Linked DNA regions of Mus musculus: regions 1 and 2 are each linked to region 3. The links are chromatin contacts, called in public HiChIP or PLAC-seq maps. All regions are on one chromosome and are shown on one strand. The core of a region is the stretch at or near the end of the contact, and the rest is flanking DNA. Distances in the headings are between cores, read along the strand shown.

What was found. HiChIP or PLAC-seq counts read pairs in DNA pulled down with a chosen protein or histone mark.
Region 1: an H3K4me3 HiChIP or PLAC-seq map of the 230-238 cell line shows a contact between it and region 3, with 14 read pairs. The contact joins the enhancer-like site here to the promoter of Vps36 in region 3. A contact is called at or near these places in 10 of 39 promoter capture datasets (the C10 cell line, the HPC-7 cell line, cranial neural crest and 6 more), 1 of 15 datasets of contacts at CTCF or cohesin (large pre-B cells), 2 of 484 Hi-C or Micro-C datasets (liver and nephron progenitors), 10 of 115 datasets of contacts at active chromatin or transcription factors (the 230-238 cell line, bone marrow-derived macrophages, embryonic hindbrain and 6 more) and 2 of 9 other capture datasets (adipose tissue and macrophages).
Region 2: a contact with region 3 is called in a FOXA1 HiChIP or PLAC-seq map of pancreatic cancer cells. The contact joins the enhancer-like site here to the promoter of Vps36 in region 3. A contact is called at or near these places in 14 of 39 promoter capture datasets (the C10 cell line, the HPC-7 cell line, cranial neural crest and 7 more), 2 of 15 datasets of contacts at CTCF or cohesin (embryonic stem cells and large pre-B cells), 5 of 484 Hi-C or Micro-C datasets (B cells, the Ba/F3 cell line, embryonic fibroblasts and 1 more), 18 of 115 datasets of contacts at active chromatin or transcription factors (the 230-238 cell line, bone marrow-derived macrophages, craniofacial prominence and 8 more) and 3 of 9 other capture datasets (adipose tissue, liver and pancreatic islet).

The regions. Positions count from the first base shown.
Region 1 is chr8:22,357,949-22,362,868 of GRCm38.p6, forward strand. It overlaps Tpte (transmembrane phosphatase with tensin homology), which reads left to right. Exons shown (of 28, transcript NM_199257.2): 25 at 1,447-1,538. Among named protein-coding and RNA genes, the nearest start is that of Slc25a15, 38 kb to the right of the region's middle. Within about 2 kb of position 1,658, at least 20 of the 459 cell types and tissues checked have an H3K27ac peak or open chromatin away from gene starts, as enhancers often do. A contact at or near this core is called in the 230-238 cell line, where this site is marked.
Region 2 is chr8:22,432,362-22,436,755 of GRCm38.p6, forward strand. No RefSeq gene overlaps it. Among named protein-coding and RNA genes, the nearest start is that of Gm39140, 20 kb to the right of the region's middle. Within about 2 kb of position 2,255, at least 148 of the 459 cell types and tissues checked have an H3K27ac peak or open chromatin away from gene starts, as enhancers often do. A contact at or near this core is called in the Ba/F3 cell line, the HPC-7 cell line, craniofacial prominence and 4 more, where this site is marked.
Region 3 is chr8:22,189,588-22,194,145 of GRCm38.p6, forward strand. Vps36 (vacuolar protein sorting 36) reads left to right here and starts at 3,246. Exons shown (of 14, transcript NM_027338.2): 1 at 3,246-3,379. The coding sequence starts at 3,284.

The sequences.
Region 1 (4,920 bases), core at 408-2,907, 170 kb after region 3:
CCTAGAACTCACTTTGTAGACCAGGCTGGCCTTGAACTCAGAAATCCACCTGCCTCTGCCTCCTGAGTGCTGGGATTAAAGGCGTGCACCACCATGTCTGGCTTCTTTGAGCTGTTTTATAATTCCTTACTTTGCAGAAAATCGACATCACAGATAATTTGTTCATAGTAATGTAAGTTGTGCCCAGTAGCTTGGCTTAGTCCCATCCGTCCTTCCCTACCTGCCTGCTCGTGAGTAGAACTTGGAAGCACGGTACCTTTTTGGTTATTTGTTTTTCTTTTGTATTTTTAAGTCATGAAGATCCATTTACACAGTTCGAAATTTTTAAGTGTGTGGGAGCTGAAGGGCTTAGATAAGCCCCTTTGTTACCATGTGATAAGGGTTTTTAAACTTCATATAGTTCTATTTTTTTAAAGATTTATTTATTATTATACATAAGTACACTGTAGCTATCTTCAGACGTGCCACAAGAGGGCGTCAGATCTCATTATGGATGGTTGTGAGCCACCATGTGGTTGCTGGGAAGTGAACTCAGGACCTTTGGAAGAGCAGTCAGTGCTCTTACGCTCTGAGCCACCTTGCCAGCCTCCCCCCCCCCCCTTTTTTAAGTTCTATTTTTTATTCTATCATTTATATTCACTGCACATGATACTGTGTTACATAAAACACTTTCATACAAGTACTTGTCAGTTTTATATTTTTTGTTTCTGGTAGATATTAGTGGACTTTGGTAGTGAATGGGCAGAAGAAACCGAGGCCAGAGTCTAAAATTCATGATAATTTAGTAAGATGGTATTAATGAAACATTAAATGTGAAGAAAACAGAATGTCAGGGAGACCATCAAAATGATTGTGACTTCCTTAGAATATTTGCTAAAGCAAATGAAGAAGGTTCACTGGAGGCTTTCAGAGCCAAGTATTTGGGGGATTGATAGAGGAAGGGGGACCATTAGAACTAGAAAGGGGGACATAAGACCATTTGTTTAAAATTTATAGTGTGCTAAAGGAAGTCTGAATTTGGCCACCCTGAACTTTCCTAGAGATTGCTTTAGGAACCAGACTTAGAGTAAAACAAGAGGCATTTAGATAACTAACTTTAAATATCATGATTGAAAATCCAAGAAAGTCTGCAAGCCACCTTACCTGGGGTTTTCCCTAGAAAGACAAAACCATGACATTCTAACTTGTAGAAACTATATTCTCTTCTCTCTCTCTCTCTCTTGCTCTCTCTCTCTCTCTCTCTCTCTTCTCGCTCACCTCATAAATTCTGCTTTAGCCCGCAAAATCAAGCTTTTGAAGTCTTTTCTCTTCAAAAACAAAGTCTATACAAAGTCAGATGATCCAACATGGCCACACTGCACAGTGAGGTCACTATTCTCAAGCTATAATGCCAACCGGAGAGACGTCTTGGGTTTTAACAAGTGTGTATTTTCCACTTTCACCCAGGCGTTGGAAAAGGCGACGGGAGTGACCTGGAAGTACAAATCATAATGTGGCAGGAGACTGTTTTTTCCTTTTGTAATTCCAGGAATTGTATGGTAAGAGAAAACACATGAGCTGAAACTTCTGGTGTTTCAGTTCTGCTTCTGTGTGCAAGATAAGTATAGGGTATAAGTGTGGGTGTGGTTGTGGGTGCAAGCACGTGTGCACACAGAATCCAGAGGTCAAAGATGGGTGCTTCTTCAACGACTATCCACCTTATTTTTTGAGACTGAGTCTTTTACTGCTCCTGGCACTTGCTAATTCAGCAAGACCAGGGATCATTAGGTCTCCACATCCCCGATGGTAGGGTTACAGGGACAAAGCACCACACCCAATTTAGGTGCTGAGGATGCAAACCCTGGTCCTCCTGCTTACCCGATAGGCACTTGGTCAATCAAGCAATCAAGCAATTTTCCTAGCCCTGGTATTTAATTGAAAACACAACGTCAAAATAGCATGTTCACTAAGCCACAAAGAGATGCTTGTTGCTCTCCAGTTAGGGTCCAACTTGGTGATGCTTGGTTCAGATGCAAACCAGAGCTTGCTTCGTCTCACTTCAGAATGAGCAAATCTCATTTTCTTTAAATCCTGGCTCAGTCTTGCTTTGTCTTTCACTTTCCTATAATGCTTGAGTGCACTCCCACGATCTATCACGGTTGTAAACTTATGTCATATTTACATTCATGTCACCTTCGGCCTTCTTATCTTGTTTCCAGGTACTTAAAAAAAAAATCACCCTAGGAGCCTCAAAGATCACCTAGGATCTTCTAGAAATACACATTCCTAGGTTGTTCTCTCAGAGTACAAGTCAGGAAATCGTAGGCCCAGGCATCGTACATATAGTTCTGTTTGTAGTGATCTTGTCACTCAGATGTTCTGTGGATGTGTCTCCTGAGAAACAGGGAGTTTATGAACTAGAAAGAAACCTCTTTCCCTCAAGCAATGGGAGCTGAGAGGTGAGGACAAGTTGACAACAAGTTAGATAATAAGTTGAAAAACGCCTGGGGCGATGATTGGCCTTTGAAGCAACAGCATGGTGGTTTGGCTGAGGATGGCCCCATAGGTTCATATGCTGACCAGTTGGCGGAGCTGCTTGGGAAGGATTGGGAGGCGTGATCACTGCAGGTGGCGTCAAGGTTTCAGAAGCCCATACCAGGCCTCCTGCCTTATGATTAGGGTGGAGAGTCTCAGCTCAGCTCCTGCTCCAGTGCCATGCTCCCCAGCATACTGATCATGGACCAACTTTCTGAAACTATTAGCAAGCCCCATACGAAATGCTTTTCCCCCCGTGAGTGGCCTTGGCCATGGTGTCTTTTCACAGCAGCAGGACAGTGACTAAGACAGACACTCAGTTCTTGGTTGGACTTAGCATTCCCTTTCTTTACATTGTAATTTGTCCTTTTATTGACTTTATGGGTGTTTGTGAGCACTCACTGTGTGGTTGCTGCAAAGTCTGTAATGTGGGTATTCTTCATCCCAGTGATTAAAATGCATCTTCCAAGGGAGCTTTTCCATATATGGGACCCGTATTTGCCCACTCGGATCTAAAAATGTGATATTGTCCTTGATTCTTTTCTGCAGTGCCTAAATTAGTAATTCTTCTTGGCCATGCCTTTGAAGTTTCTCCTTTACTCCTCTCTCTGCTCAGACCTTTGTTTGCCCACATCTAAGTTTCTACACGATGTCCTCTGTATGAGATGTAACATGGAAGTCCTTAACTATGCACCCTGAAATACTGTCTCACTGTGAAAAGCTGTAGGTAGAAAATAAGGTGTGTATTACACCAGGGGTCAAATCCACAGACCTCTCTTTGGCTCTATTTATGCATTTATTTGTTTTTTGTTTGTTTGTTTGTTTGTTTTTGTAGATGTGTGTGTATGAGTAAATTTCTCTCTTAGTTCTACTTTTAATATACCTCAGAGTTTTGTTGTGTTGTGGTTTCATTTCTGTTTAGTTTCAAGAACTAAAACAAAAACAAAAACCTTTCTTGATGTCTTCCTTGACCCAGTGATCACTGAGTACTGTGTTAATATCTATAAGTTTGTGGTTTTATTAGAAATTGTTTTAGCTTTGATTTTAAGCTTCACTACATTGTGGCCACATAGGATATACAGTTATTTCCATTATTCTTTTGTTTACCAGGTTGTGGTTTTTAATCCCACCCAGTAGTATGTAGTCTATTTTAGAGAAAGTTCCATGAACTGCTGAGTCAAATATATATTCTTTGGTGTTTGGGTAGAATACTCAGCAGATGCCTGCTAGATCCATTTGAGATGTCTGATGTCATACATACAATTCCAATTATATGTATATTGAGTATTTTTGTCTGTATATTTTTGTCCAAATTATCTTTCTGTTGGAGAAAGTGAGTTATGGAAGTAAGCCTCCTATTATTAATTGAGTTGGGGTTAATCTGTGTTTAAAGTTCAGTGGTCACATATACACACAATTGGGTGCCTGTGAATTTGTCTCAGATTAATATCTTCTTGGCTAGTAATTCTCTTGATAAGAATGACACAATCTTCTTTATATATATTAGTTTGAAGTCTATTTGATTACATGTTAAGACAGCAACTCTAGTCCTATTTTCTTTTGATAATTTTTTTCTAGCCTTTCACTCTTGTTTGTTTGTTTGTTTGTTTGTTTGTTTGTTTTTCGAGACAGGGTTTCTCTGTATAGCTCTGGCTGTCCTGGAAATCACTCTGTAGACCAGGCTGGCCTTGAACTCAGAAATCCTCCGGCCTCTGCCTCCCAAGTGCTGGGATTAAAGGTATGCACCACCACTGCCCGGCTAGCCTTTCACTCTTAGCCAGTGTCTGGCCTTGAAGATAAATGGGGTTTCCTGTAAACAACTCAAAGATAGATTCTATTTCTTCATTCAATCAACTTGTGTCTTTTGCTTGAGAAGTTTAGGCCATTTATATTTAAAGCTACTGTTTAAAAAAAATGTGCTCATTGTTTGCACAGTGTATTATTGCCTGTATTTTATGCTCCATTGACTATAGATTTATTTATTTTCCTTCTGCACCCTCCTTTTCCATATGTGCCCCACCCACATTTCTTAATATACCTCCTTAAATTAATTTTTAAATTAATTTTTAATACCTCTTTTAAATTAATTTTTAATTTAAAAGACTTTCTTATATTGGAAATAGATTTTTTTTCTTTATATAACACACTTATGAGATAAAGAACCTCCAAAGATGCCATTCAATTCATCTTGTGTTGGCCATCTGAGCATTGGCCACTGGGCATGGAGCCTGGCTTTAGGAGTGGTTTGTATACCCAGTGAGATGCCATTGGAGAGAACTAATTTTTCATTTGCAAGTGATTATCAATAGGAGATAGCTTCTGGGTTAAGGATGTGGGCTTACATGCAACTTTCCTCTCAGTGAGGACCCCATCTGGTACAGAACCATGCAGGCCGTGCATGCTGCC
Region 2 (4,394 bases), core at 1,005-3,504, 240 kb after region 3:
ATTAATTGTGATTAGCAAGCTTACTAGAGAAATATTTGGTTACACGGGAATAAGAAAAGGCGAGAAGGGCTGGTGAGATGGTTCAGCAGTTAAGAGCACTAACTGCTCTTCTGGAGGTCATGAGTTCAAATCCCAGCAACCACATGATGGCTCACAACCATCCTTAATGAGAAACAAATAAAAGACCTATGGGCAAGCGGGGCAGAGCGAAAGGGGGGGGGGGAGAAAATAGAAAAGAAAAGAAAAGATAAGGAAGTGTCCCTGGCCTGGGACATCAGAGCCAACGCTGCTCTACTGACGGCTTCTCTCTGTGAACCTGCTCGCCCTGCCTCTTTTCTGCAGAGTGTAACACCTGCTCTTCTGCGAGCAGGGACTGCCACCAATATCTGTCTAGACAGCAAACCTGCTTGCTAAAGGCAAAACTAACTGTCTTAATTAGAAGCCTTTCCATTTCAGGCTCACACTACCTGCTGTGTCCCAGGATGGCCACTTGGCCACTGGGCTGCCACTTGATCACCTGGGCACACCTTTTCAACACACATACCTTGCCCTAGCTCTGGAACATGGTGGCCCCAGCATACCTGTTTGCACACTTGCCACATCCCAGAGCCACTAAATGGTGTCCTGGACACACTAGTCTGAAGGCCATTTTTGTCCCTGGGGTGCAATGTGGTAGGCTGGGCATGGCTGTCTGCACCCGTACCCTGCTAAGGCAGTGTAGCCTCGTGTTTACAGGAACTCTGTGTCCCAGCATTCTGACATGTCTATTCGCACACACGCTATTTCCCAGAGCTGCCACATGGTGGCGCTGTTCCACCACCTACACATGGCAGAGTAGGCTTGCTTGTTCACAAATCCACCGTGTCCCAGCACTACCTTTGGTGGCTAGGACATTTGGTGCCTGTTCTGAGCTTGGTTAACTGAGGGGCGTTGGTGGTGGGGTTATGATAACAGACGTGCCTTATCCAAGCACCACCTCATGGTGGCCTGGGCACATCTATTCATTTGCTTACCATGCCCTAGTGCCACCATGTGGTGGCTTCAGCAAGCCTGCTTACACACTTGCCAGGTCACACCACCATTATGTCATCTCCTGGGCATGACAGTTAAATGCCCAGGGGTATCAGATGCTTGCTGTGTCCCAGGGCCACTACATGGCAGCCTGGACATGCCTGTTCACATATGTACCATATCCCAACACCACCACAATGCAGGCTGGTTTCACCTGTGTGCATGCAACTGTGTTCAAGCACTGCCAAGCAGTGGCTTGGGTGTGCCTGCTTGTATGCATGCCGTGTCCCAGCCATGACACATAGCTGCCAGGGCACACCAGTTTGCATGATTTCTGTGTCCTAGTACCAGCATGTGACTGCCTGAGAATACCTACCGATTCACACACCTACTATGTCCCGGGGCTGCCAAGTTATGGTTTGTGCACACTTCTTTGCCTGCTTACCATGTTCCAGGACCTCCATGTGGCAGACTTGGCACACCTTTTCACATGGCTGCTTGGACATGGTAGTTCATATGTATATCATGTTCCAGCACTGCCTGGGCATGCCAGTTCATATGTATGTCATGTTTCAGCACTGCCTGGGCATGCCAGTTCATATGTATGTTATGTTCCAGCACTGCCTGGGCATGCCAGTTCATATGTATGTTATGTTCCAGCACTGCCTGAGCATGCCAGTTCATATGTATGTCATGTTCCAGCACTGCCTGGGCATGCCAGTTCATATGTATGTCATGTTCCAGCACTGCCTGGACATGCCCGTTCACATGCCTGCTATGTTCCAGTGCCAACACATGAGCCCATGCTCACCTGTCTGCACATATATTGTGTCCCAGAGCCTCAAATCACTAGCCAGATCATACCTGCTAGCACACCTACTATGTCTTAGCCTTGCCAGCCAGCAGCCAGGACACATCTGCACCATATCCCAGCACCATTGTGGAGTGGCTTGGACACATGCATTTGCACACCTACCATATGCCAGTGCTGCCAAGTGGTGGCCAGGCATGCCTATTCTCACCTGCCACATCTCTAGGCAGCTGTAGGGTATATACATTCTGTGTCTCTACGCCATTGCGTGACATCCTGAGCTCTCCTGTTCACACACATACCATGTCCCCCGCATTGCTACCTAGTGGTCTGGGCGGCTGCCACATGGTGGCCTATCACATCCCAGGGCTGCCATGTGGCAGACTTGTCAGAGACATTTACTAAATGCCTGCCATGTCCCAGATTTGCCACTTGGTGGAGTATTGCCTGTTTGCCTGCAAACCTGTCCCAGCACCAACACTTAGGAGCCTGGGCATGCCTTTATTTGTCTGGGAACATTGGTTCACACCTGCTGCCGTGCCTGCTATGTTCCAGTGCTACTGCCTCCTAGCCTGAGCACACCTGTTGGCACACTTGCCAAGTCCGACCACCACCACACGACAGCCTGGGCATGCCTGTTTGCATGCTCACCATGTCTGAGCAATGGTACATGTCTGAACATGTCCACATGCTTGCCGTGTCCCAGGACCTCCAAGTGGTGGCCCGGCCACATAGTTCACAGTTCTGCTGTGACCCAGAGCCACCATGTGGTAGCATGATCTCTCCTAGTCTCACATGTATGGTGTCCCAGCAGTGCCCATGGCAACCTGGTTCAACCTCTTTGGACTCAGTCCCTGTCCCACTGACACCAGGAGGCAAGCTTGGTCATGCCTGTTTGCATGCCTTCCATTTCCCAGAGCTGCTATGTGGTAACCTGGGCATGCCTATTCACATGTATTCTATGTCCCAACACCACCCCATGGAGTCCTAGGCCTAGGTATGGTGGAGTTTGTGAAAGAGAGGGAGACTGGACCTGGTGTGGGCTTTTTTTTTTTTTTTTTTGAACCTCAAAGCCCCCAGCCCCAAGGACACACCTCCTCCAACAAGGCCACACCTCCTAATGGTTCCCAAAGGTGTTCACTAATTGGGAACCAAATACTCAAATATATGAGCTTATGAAGGCCTTTTCATTTAAATCACCACATCTAACTATAACAGGGATATATATATATATATATATATATATACATATATATATATATATATAGTGTGTTTGTGTGTGTGTGTGTGTGTGTGTGTGTGTGTGTGTGTGTGTGTGTCTATACATATAACCCTAATTACAACAGATCTAGGGAAGATGTGTATGAGAAAAACTACTACACACAGCTTTCCAGTTATGACAGGGATAGGAAATGCATGTGTGTGCACCAGCATATACAGAACTACCTGATAGAAGAAATACAAGTTCGTGACTCTCCACAAAAACACCTGTCTGTAATAGATCATGGGAATACGTGTGTGTGACTCTGCTACTCCTGTTATGTGACAAGATTGTCCCCAGAGAGATACAACACACCCATCTACTCACCCACTGGGAGTAGATTGGGAGCCCATGACAGACCAACGTACAGATACTGTCAACGTCCAACTTGGTAAACTTATGAGTTGTGTTTGGGTTATTTCCAGGGATATAGGTGAGGGGTTACTTGCAGGAGCAGAAGTGACTCAAAGACAGGGACATCACCAAAGCCCACCCTGGCACGGATGGCATCTCACCAACGCTGAGCTGTCTGCATGATTTGGTCATACCTAGGTCTTTATTTATGCTTCATAATCCATTTATACCCCTAAATCAGAGGTATGGGTGTGTGCATAAGGTATGGACGGACACACACACACACACACACACATACACATGCACACACACAGGATGTTGAAACAAGTAGGCACAAAGAGCTAACATCTGACTGTGGCTTTATGTGGTAGTTCAAGTCAATAAGACCAGAAAAACGGCCGGGCAGTGGTGGCACACACCTTTAATCCCAACACTTGAGATGCAGAGGCAGGCAGATTTCTGAGTTCGAGGCCAACCTGATCTACAGAGTGAGTTCCAGGAAAGCCAGGGCTATACAGAGAAACCCTGTCTCGAAAAATGAAAAAAAAAAAAAAAAGACCCCAGAAAAACGAAATGCCCACCTTGCAAGACTCTTGTAAAAGATTAAGTCAAAAGTTCCTCATTCTTTCAATGCCACGGTTTTTTTGCCATGCTCTTCAAATGGGTAAATGACATCAAGAATCAGCCCTGTCTCTTTCATTTGGAGTTCCCTCAGAATCACCACCACAGTCCACAGCAGAGCTATCTTCATTGCCAGCGAAACATACTCTTAGGGATATCATAAGAAACACTGGTGCTCTGCTACACACTGATCAAAGTCTGTCACAAAAAATCGGTGTCACCTTTTCTCCACTTTCCCATAAGTGGATCTATGCAGTTCATAGTCTTGCATCTCTAGAGTATTTCACTTAGCACGATTATTTAAAGATCACCAATGGTCTGCATGTGTTAGTACTT
Region 3 (4,558 bases), core at 1,996-4,495:
GGATCTAGAGTAGGCAGGACAACCATGAGAGAGTACCAAGTAGACAACCGTGAGAGAGTACCAAGTAGACAACCGTGAGAGAGTACCAAGTAGACAACTGTGAGAGAGTACCAAGTAGACAACCGTGAGAGAGTACCAAGTAGACAACCATGAGAGAGTACCAAGTAGACAACCGTGAGAGAGTACCAAGTAGACAACCGTGAGAGAGTACCAAGTAGACAACCACGAGAGAGTACCAAGTAGACAACTGTGAGAGAGTAGCAAGTAGACAACTGTGAGAGAGTACCAAGTTGGAGCAGGAACCTGGATCTGTTTTCAAGGCTTTTAAAACCACGATAACTGAGACAATGTGACATAAAGACAAGCAACGAAAAATAACAGACTTCAGAAAGATGACCCTGCCTTATCTCGCCAACTGATGTTTACAGTTTCCATAAACAACTTTTTGATAAACAGCTGTGGTAACTGAATTTTGACACGCAAAATGCTAACTTGGTCTTTACCTCAAGTTACTTTGTACAAAATGAAACCCTGACAACCTCGAGATGAAATGTATACCTGATATAATAAAGGAAACTACAGAACAGAAGAAAAACAAGGAAAACGCTTTGACAGGCAAAGATTTGTTTTTAAAAAATTATTTTTGATTTGCATTTCCCTGATGACTAAGGATGTTGAACATTTCTTTAGGTGCGTCTCAGACATTAGAGATTCCTCAGTTGAGAATTCTTTGTTTAGCTTTGTAGCCTATTTTTAAATAGGGTTATTTAGTTCTCTGGAGTCTAACTTCTTGAGTTCTTTGTGTAGTTTGGTTATTAGCCTTCTATCAGATGTAGGGTTGGTAAAGATCTTTTTCCAATCTGTGGGTTACCATTTTGTCCTATTGTTATTGTCCTTTGCCTTTTCAAGTTTATAAGATCCCATTTGTCAATTTTTAGAGTCTAAGCCATTGGTGTCCAAGAAATTTTCCCCTGTGTAGGTGTATTTAAGGTTCTCCCCACTTTCTCTTCTATTAGATTCAGTGTATCTGGTTTTATGTGGAGGTCCTTGATCTACATGGACTTGAGCTTTGTACAGGGAGATGAGAATGGATCAGTTTGCATCCTTCTACATGTTGACTGCCACCTGAACCAGCACTATTTGTGGAAAATGCTGTCTTTTTTTCCATTGGATGGTTTTGGCTTCTATGTCAAAGATCAAGTGACCATAGGTGTGTGGGTTTATTTCTGAGTCTTCAATTCTATTCCATTTTCTATTCCATTGATCTACCCGCCTGTCACTCTACCAATACCATGAAGTTTTTATCACTATTACTCTGTAATGCAGCTTGAGGTCAGGGATGGTGATCCCCACAGAAGTTCTTTTATTGTTAAGAATTGTTTTTGATATCCTGAGTTTTTTTGTTATTCCAGATGAATTTGAGAGATTCCACCTCACACAAATCAGAATGGCTAAGATTGAAAACTCAAACCGGGCGTGGTGGCTCACGCCTTTAATCCCAGCACTCGGGAGGCAGAGACAGGCAGATTTCTGAGTTTGAGGCCAGCCTGGTCTACAAAGTGAGTTCCAGGACAGCCAGAGCTACACAGAGAAACCCTGTCTAAAAAAAAAAAAAAAAAAAAAAAAAAAAAAAAAAAAGAAAACTCAGGTGACAGCAGATGCTGGCAAGGATGTAGAGAAAGAGAAACTCATCCATTGCTGTTAGGATTGCAAGCTGATAAAACCACTTTGGAAATCAATCTGGTGGTTCCTGAGAAAATTGGAAATAGTTCTACCTGAAGACCCAGCTATACCACTCCTGGGCATATACCCAAAAGATGTTCCAACATATAACAAGGACACATGTTCCTTTATGTTCACAGCTGCCTTATTTATAACAGCCAGAAGCTGGAAAGAACCCAGATGTCCTTCAACAGAGGAATGGATACAGAAAATGTGGTATATTTACACAATGAAGTACTATTCAGCTATTAAAAATAATGACTTCATGAAATTCTTAGGCAAACAGAACTAGAAAATATCATCCTGAATGAGGTAACCCACAAAAGAACACACGTGGTATGCAGTCACTGATAACTGGATATTAGCCCAAAAGCTCAGAATACCCAAGATACAATTCACAGACCACATGAAGCTCAAGAAGAAGGAAGACCAAAGTGTGGATACTTCAATCCTTCTTAGAAGGGGGAACAAAATATCCATGGAAGGAGTTACAGAGACAAAGTGTGAAGCAGAGAGTGAAGGAAAGACCATCCAGAGACTGCCCCACCTGGGAATCCATCCCATATACAGTTACCAAACCCAGACACTATTGTGGATGCCAAGAAGTGCTTGCTGACAGAAGCCTGATATAACTGTCTCCTGAGAGGCTCTGCCAGAGCCTGACAAATACAGAGGGGGATGCTCTCAGCCAACCATTGTAAACCATATGTAGCAGATGATGGCCTTATCTGACATCAATAGGAGGGGAGGCCCCTGGTCCTGCGGAGGTTTGATGCTCCAGTGTAGGCAGGAGTAGGTGAGTGGGTGGAGGAGCACCCTCATAGAGGCAAAGGGGACGGAGGAGAAGGGGAGATGGGATGAGGGGTTGTGGACGTGTAACTGGGACGGGGGAATATAATTTCCAATGTAAATGAATAAAATGATTAATACAAAAAAGAAAATTATTTTTTATGTGTATGGGTATATTGCCTTCATGTATATCTGTCGCATTAAATGCATGTTTGGTGCTTTATTTCCATGTCACCTCCATCTATCTGGAGCTATTGGTCATTTTTTAAAGGTGGGTGGGTAGGTGGGTGAGGTGGTTCAGCTGGTAAGGGAGCCTGCTGCTAAGCCTCATAACCTAAGTTTGATCTCCCAAGATCCACACGGTCAAAGGAGCAGCTCTCATTAAACATCCTCTGACTCCCACAGGCTAGCCCTTGCATGTTCCCGACGCACACAAACCCTCATAAAATAAACAGAATGTAATAAAAATTAGACTAAAACAAAAACCGGAGAAGAGTGTATTACATAATATGCTGGTTACAGATATATTAAACACAACCTCTGCTGTCAACACTTATTTGGGAAGAAATAAAAAAAAAGTCCTTATTTACAGCTTTTAACAAGCATGTCAACAAGTTTGGCAGTGACAGGGGAGCAAATGTGCACGCGAGTGGCAGCCGCCAGGGGGCGCCGCCTGTCCGTGTCGGGGCGCCCCACCCCCGCCGGCCACCAGGGAGCGCCGCTCGCAGCCCGGGAGCACCGGCGAGCGGCAGAAGCCGGCCGGGTGGCGGCCATGGACCGCTTCGTGTGGACCAGCGGCCTCCTGGAGATCAACGAGACCCTGGTTATCCAGCAGCGCGGGGTGCGCGTCTACGACGGCGAGGAGAAGGTAGGGAGGAGGCCGCGCCGACCCGCGGCCCTCGTGCTGGGCAGGGCCTCACCCTCGGCCCTGGGGCTACCGGCCTCGGCCCGCCGCTCCAGCCGCACGGTGGACAGCGGAGCCGGGGCGCGGGCGAGCGGAGGTCTCGGCGGGTCGCAGCCCGGGACGGTACAGTTCCGCCTTGTGGCGAGCGAGCGCGCCACCGGAACGCCGTCCCCACCCTCCTGCTGGACCGGTGATGATTTGTTCTGGGCTGAGCCGGGGTCCCTCGCCCGGAAGGATTTCCGAAGGAGGCAGCAGGGTCCAGCCCCATGGGGTTTTCTGCTTGCTTTGTAATTACTTTAGGAAGTGGGCTTGAGGCTTCGTGTTCTGTTCTAGGAAGTCATGCAGTGAGCCCTTGCCTTGGAATGCAAGCTTAAATCTTAAGAGCCGGGCTCGCGAAGGATAAGAGAAAAACAACGAATTCATGTATTCTGTGCCTGGAAACCACATGCCATCTTGTCCTGAATTAAATGTACGACCTGAAATCAGGAGTGGCAAAAGAGCTCGCGTCCCCAAAAGCACTTTTAGTCTCCAGTTTTCACTTGAGGCATTCTGTCTTCCTCGCTGTGGTGGAAATGAAACCTCCCTCGCTCTGGAGTTTGATACACCTAGTCAGTGCTTACAGCTAACCCAGGTCCGCTCTGACTTAGGGTATTTTCCTATTGTTTTCGAGGCAAGCTCTTATCCGAGACTGCTTCAGTAAAGTTTGATTTACTTTTTAAGTAAACTTAGACTGTTCTGGGTTTGAGTAGCAAGTAAAAACCAGCCTAACTGGTCTGTCAGGTTGAGATAATAATCCACGGGAGACCCCAAAAGGGAACGATTGAGCAATCTCTTCACTACAGCAACAGCCTTTCACATTCCCCCTTGCTCCTTGACACAGCAGTGGTACAGACTCTGGCTTGAGCTTTAAATGTATAGCCTAAGCTTTGATTTCTAGAGGAAAAATGCAATGGTTCTTAGAACTGTGTGATCTACGGGCACATCGTGCACTTTCTCCTCTTTCTTTCTGTCTTTCTTTCTTTCTTTCTTTCTTCTCTCTCTCTCTCTCTCTCTCTCTCTCTCTCTCTCTCTCTTTCTTTCTATAGGGTTTCTCTGTATAGGCCCGACTGTCCTGGAACTCACTCTGTGGAACGGGCTGGCCTC